2 separate regions of the Mus musculus genome follow, and region 2 is linked to region 1. A link is a contact called in public HiChIP or PLAC-seq data. All regions are on one chromosome and are shown on one strand. Each heading gives the region's core, a stretch centred on a gene start, on an enhancer-like site or on the middle of the called end of the contact. The rest is flanking DNA. Distances are from core to core; before and after follow the strand shown. Region 1 holds the start of Tcea1 (transcription elongation factor A (SII) 1). Region 2 has its middle 27 kb from the start of Atp6v1h.

Evidence for each region. HiChIP or PLAC-seq counts read pairs in DNA pulled down with a chosen protein or histone mark.
Region 2: an H3K4me3 HiChIP or PLAC-seq map of the 230-238 cell line shows a contact between it and region 1, with 15 read pairs. The contact joins the enhancer-like site here to the promoter of Tcea1 in region 1. A contact is called at or near these places in 4 of 39 promoter capture datasets (3T3-L1-derived adipocytes, the C10 cell line, the HPC-7 cell line and 1 more), 6 of 115 datasets of contacts at active chromatin or transcription factors (the 230-238 cell line, embryonic stem cells, neural progenitor cells and 1 more) and 2 of 9 other capture datasets (adipose tissue and pancreatic islet).

Annotation. Positions count from the first base shown.
Region 1 is chr1:4,856,388-4,859,087 of GRCm38.p6, forward strand. Tcea1 (transcription elongation factor A (SII) 1) reads left to right here and starts at 1,307. Exons shown (of 10, transcript NM_011541.4): 1 at 1,307-1,589. The coding sequence starts at 1,527.
Region 2 is chr1:5,054,324-5,057,023 of GRCm38.p6, forward strand. It overlaps a transcript of Rgs20 not described here. Among named protein-coding and RNA genes, the nearest start is that of Atp6v1h, 27 kb to the right of the region's middle. Within about 2 kb of position 1,443, at least 3 of the 459 cell types and tissues checked have an H3K27ac peak or open chromatin away from gene starts, as enhancers often do. A contact at or near this core is called in the 230-238 cell line, where this site is marked.

The DNA.
Region 1 (2,700 bases), core at 57-2,556:
AGGAGTACTTGTTTTCCAAGCATGAGTGCCTGGGGTTCTGAGATGGAATTCCCAGCACCTGCAGAAAAAAGCTGGGCATAGATGTGCATTCCTGCAACCACAATGCTTGGGAGTCTAAGAGAGGCCGATTGGGGAATTTGCTGGCCAGTCAGCCTAGCTGACTTCAAACTTCTAATTCAGGGAGAGACCCTGTCTCAAGGCAGTGGAGACCAGATAGATATCTTGAACCATAAAGGGCTTTATCTTAGTATAGAGAGAATCTTAAGTGGTAAATTTTGGTTAATGGTAATTAACTTTGAAATGCTGTTATGCATAGTGTGAATTGGTAGTAAATGGTTTAACTGGACACAGACCCACTTTCTCATCTGCAAATGAGAAAATGTTGTCCCCTCTTTTTTTTTTTTTTTTTTTTTTTTTTCCGGTTTTTCGAGACAGGGTTTCTCTGTGTAGCTCTGGCTGTCCTGGAACTCACTTTGTAGACCAGACTGGCCTCGAACTCAGAAATCCGCCTGCCTCTGCCTCCCAAGTGCTGAGATCAAAGGCGTGGGGCACCACTGCCTGGTGATTGTCTCCTCTTTATTACCTCACAAGGAAATTGAAGGAAAAGGACAAAGAAAATAAATGAAAAGCATGAGTTATGGGTGAAAAATGGTACTGAACCATTTACTTTCAATAGAAACTGATTAGTCAAAGTGGAATTCACTGTTACCCTGGGGAGCTATACTTTATTTGATCTTAAGTTTAAAGTGTGAAAATGCACATTAGTTATATGCCACGGCCTTCTATCATGCTTGGTGACAAATGTTTAATTTGACACGACATGTGTTTTAGTTAACTTTTTTCATTGGAAAGAAGATATTTTGAGTCTTAAAAGTCTGTAATGTTCATTGGCTCCTGATTTATTAACTTTCAACACATGGAACAAAGTAAAAACAATCCCAGACACTATACATGTCATTTTTTTACCGTGGCTTTTTTTAAGTCACAATTCTCAAGGCCGTCGTCTTTTTAGTCGGTTTTCATCAGCAGGCTAGATGGTTTGAATATCTGAGTCCAAGAGTGAGCCTCAGTGCTCATGCGCTTTAAGCCCTCGGCAATGCCTGTCCTGCGTCCCAGAGAACGCTCTGCCGGAGGGGTTTCGATGGAACTCGTAGCAACCTACCGCCTACTGCCTGATCCCTCTGGCGTGAAAGCCGGACTCCGTCCAACTCCAGCTCGCCAGCAACGCGAGTCCGGATAGGGCCGGAAGTTCCAGACTGCTGGGGGCGGGAATAGATTAAAAGAACAGCGCACGCCTGAGCGAGCCACTTCTACTTTCCAGTCTCCTGCGATCGATTCGTAGTGCCTGTGTGGCGCGCGCGGTGCTTGACTGGCACGGCCTAGGGGGCGGAGCGCTTATCCCTGCCGCCGCGGGCCGGGTCTGTGAGGAAGGCCTAGGCCAGCGGCTTCGCGGCTTGTCCAACGTCCGCGCAGCTTCTCTCGCTTCCCGTCCGCTGTGGCCGGGCGAGGGGAGGCCTTCCGGAGCCATGGAGGACGAGGTGGTTCGCATTGCCAAGAAGATGGACAAAATGGTGCAGAAAAAGAATGCGGTAAGCGGGCGGGCCCGGGGCAGGCCGCGGCCGAGTCCGCGACACCGGCCCACGCGGAGTCAGTCAGGGCCGGGCCGGGCCGGGCCGCGCCGCGCGCCCTCCGGGCTTTCAGGTCCGTGCTGCCCACGGCCGCAGTGAGCCCAGGACTGAAGCCCTCGACGCTGGGCTGAGAGAATGTACGGTGGCCGCCGCCGGTTACCCCAGAGCGGCTTCGCTGGGTGCCGCGGTCAGTTGCAGACGGGCCGTAAAGTGTGTTTATCCCAGCTCTGCCTTACACCCACTTGGTAATCACAAACAGAAAATACGCCGCCCCTTGGCAAGTCGGCCTGCGTGCGATGTGCCGGGCAGCCGGCTGCTGCTGCTCCGCGGGTATGGTGCTGAGGCTGCAGCGGGACGGATGACATCCTCTGTTCCTTGATTGGTCTGTGTGGATGTGTCCCTCGGTGTGTACCACTTTCCATCCCTTTGCTTCCACACTTGACCTCTCCAGCCAGCTTCACTTGAATCTCTTCTTCCAGACGCAGCAGGTTTGCATTATCAAAACACCAGAGACTTTTGCCATTTGTGAAGTAAAAGCCGTGCAGAGATGCTAAACGTTTGTGCAGTGAGTGCTTTAGAGTTACGCGCCTCTGCAGAATTCTTTTTATGAGTCAAGAAACTGAGTCAGAGCTAAAGTGCTGTCGCTTAAATACTGTGTAGTTTTGCTTGAGCTAGGAGCTCGCTGACTTTCCACTCGCTGCCAGCTTAGGATTTAGTGTTAATACCAAATAATGTAAGACTTTCAGACGCCCCCGGTTCCTCTTTCTTAAACAGGTGTGTTGACCCGCATTTAATTTCATGCCCCGTTAATCCGTATGTACGATTTTGGTCCTTTCAAATATTTCCTGTTTGTTTTCTGTTCCAGATATTAGCCTGTGTTGTTTTTCTTTCTTACTGATTGAGCTATTTCATTACTTGATGCAGGTGATGAGTTCTGGTTATATGATAGGTTAAACATTTTTTTTTTTTTTAAATTGGGAAACCTCTCTCTGGCTGAAGGTTCCCAGATTGCCACAGAGGAAACTCGCAAGAAGAAAAAAGTCATTAACTTCGTAACTTATTTTCCCAAATA
Region 2 (2,700 bases), core at 193-2,692, 200 kb after region 1:
TCTTCTTTTGAGACAGGGTTTTGAATTTGTTACGTAGTGTTCATCCTCTCATGTAAGAATAAGACGACTACCTCAATTTTGAGCCAAATTTGAAGCAAGTTTTAATTAGATATTGATAGGATGATAAACTCTGGCTGGGCTTAATCCTGGGTTGCCAGAAAATGGCCACAGGTCACGTTTTGCAGAAGCTTAAAAAGGAAACCCCATTAGACCATGCATTTCCCATCAGGTTCAATCAGGGACAAGCACACATCCCAACACAGTTCTTGCCTATGTACTTCCAGCCTACATGTGACCTAGCACAACCTTACCATTGAGTTAGAAAAGCTTGTATAGGAGAATGAAAACATGGCTTATTATATCCCATAAAACAGTAGCCTCCAACATTTCAGGAAGTTTTGCCTTTGGGCAAGTTAGAGATATTTTTGCTTTATGGATCTCATAGGCACAGTAACTAAAACAGAACCTTGAGACTCACAGTAGCTAAGGCTTGTCTTGAACTCCTGCCTCCAGCTCTACTAAGTGCTGACTTCACAGTTGTTTAGCATTTTTCTCTGAGGCTCTAAGATCTTGGCATTTGGTCAGGAATGCTATCCCACACCTTTGATTATAGTACTAAGGAGGCAGAAATAGGCAGATTTTTAATGAGTTCATGGCTACTCTGGGCTCCGAAGTAAGACCTTCAAAAAGAAGAAGAGGAGGAGAAGGAGGAAGAGGAGGAGGAGAAGTAGGAGAAGGAAGAGGAGGAAAAGAAGGAGGAGGAGGCAAAAAGAAAAAATGCAAAGAAAAGAGAAAAGAAAAGGACCGTGGAAGTTCTAAAGGAAGCCCCCTTTAATATTCTGGAAGAAGGGCCTATGATATGTCTCAGTGTCTAAGACCACTGGCTTCTCTTTCAGAGGTCTCTAATTCAATTCCCAGAAACCACATGCTGGCTCACAACCATCCATAAAAGGATCTGATGTCCTCTTCTGGCCTGCAGATGTATATGCAGCAGAGCACTCATACACTAAATTAAAAAAAAAAAAAGATTCTGGAAGAAAGAAGTCGTAGAAAATACCTAAAATCCCCCCCCCCCAACCTGTTCAGCTGTCTGAAAGTCCTGCAGTAATCTGGAGGGGGTCCAGATCTCATGAGTTGTCACTTATGCTGGAGTGGACTTTTGCTGCTGCTGCTGTGTTTAAGTTATTTCTGCTTCTGTAAGTAACCCTTCATCTATAATTCTGTAAGTAGCCCAATAAACTCATTGGTCCATCAGATTGGACTTTAGTGGTATCATGACTTTACTTTGTTTCTTATCTGTGATGAATAGATATTAGTTTTGCATTTCTGCAGGACTTTTTTCCTTTTATTTCTGTTGAATATGTTTGTGCTGTGTAAGTATACATGTGATGAATGCCCATGAGTGAGTGGGTACCTGTGATGTGGAGGCCAGAGGAGGATATTACTCTCGACTTCATTCCCTTGAGACAGGTCTATCACTGAACAGGAAGCTCATCTGTTTCAGCTAGGCTGTCTGGCCAGTGAGTTCCTAGAATCTGCCTATCTCTGCCATCTAATGATGATGTCACAAGCACATGGATCCATGTTCCACTTTTATGTATATGCTTTTATATCAAGTACTTTTACTCACAAACCCATGTTCCCAGCCACAGTCTATTTTCTAAATTGCTTTTGGCAACTATCAGTTTAGTGCAAAGATTTTTCAGAAAACCCAGATTCATGTCACCACTCACCTGATTTTCAACATCCCATATGTAGCCAGCAGTATTTCCAAACTTGTTTTTTAAGTCTAAACCTGGTCTGACAGCTTCAATCTACTGACTTAATGAAGCTGGGCAAGGATCCAAATGAAAGGAACAACCAGAAGTGCCATGATAATAAAGGGGAGCAATTAGCATGTCAGCAACATCAATCTAACCTGCTAGTGCAGTGCTTTAACATTTATTCCGCAATCAGTTTAAATTTACAGGAAATTGCTAAAAAGAAAATAGTTCATTGTGGACATTGAGTTTAGCCTTTATGAAGACTGCAGAACTACAGTTCAGTGTCAAAGCCAGCATCATTGGCACAATTCATAGTGGTCACTCAGATTTCCCATGTATTACATGCACTTGTATGTGAGGTTTTATCAAATGCCTAGGTTTGTGGGCCAGTCACTACAATCAAGATGTGCCACTGCATGTCCCCTACTAGACCATTCACCTCTTTCTAATTATACCCACCACTTTCCCTTCATTTCATTTTTTTAAAATTTAATTTCTATTTCTTTTGTTTTATTTCCAATTTTAAAAAATTAGGTATTTTCTTCATTTACATTTCAAATGCTATCCCAAAAGTTCCCCATACCCTCCCCCACCCACTCCCCTACCCAACCACTCCCACTTCTTGACCCTGACATTCCCCTGTACTGAGACATATAAAGTTTGCAAGACCAAGGGGTCCCTCTTCCCAATGATGGCCGAATAGGCCATCTTCTGCTACATATGCAGCTAGAGACAGGAGCTCCAGGGTACTGGTTAGTTCATATTGTTGTTCCACCTATAGGGCTGCAGACCCCTTTAGCAATTCCTGTAAATTTAAACTTTAGCTCTTTGGGTACTTTCTCTAGCTCCTCCATTGGGGGCCCTGTGTTCCATCCAATAGCTGACTGTGAGCATCCACTTCTGTATTTACCAGGCACCGGCATAGTCTCACAAGAGA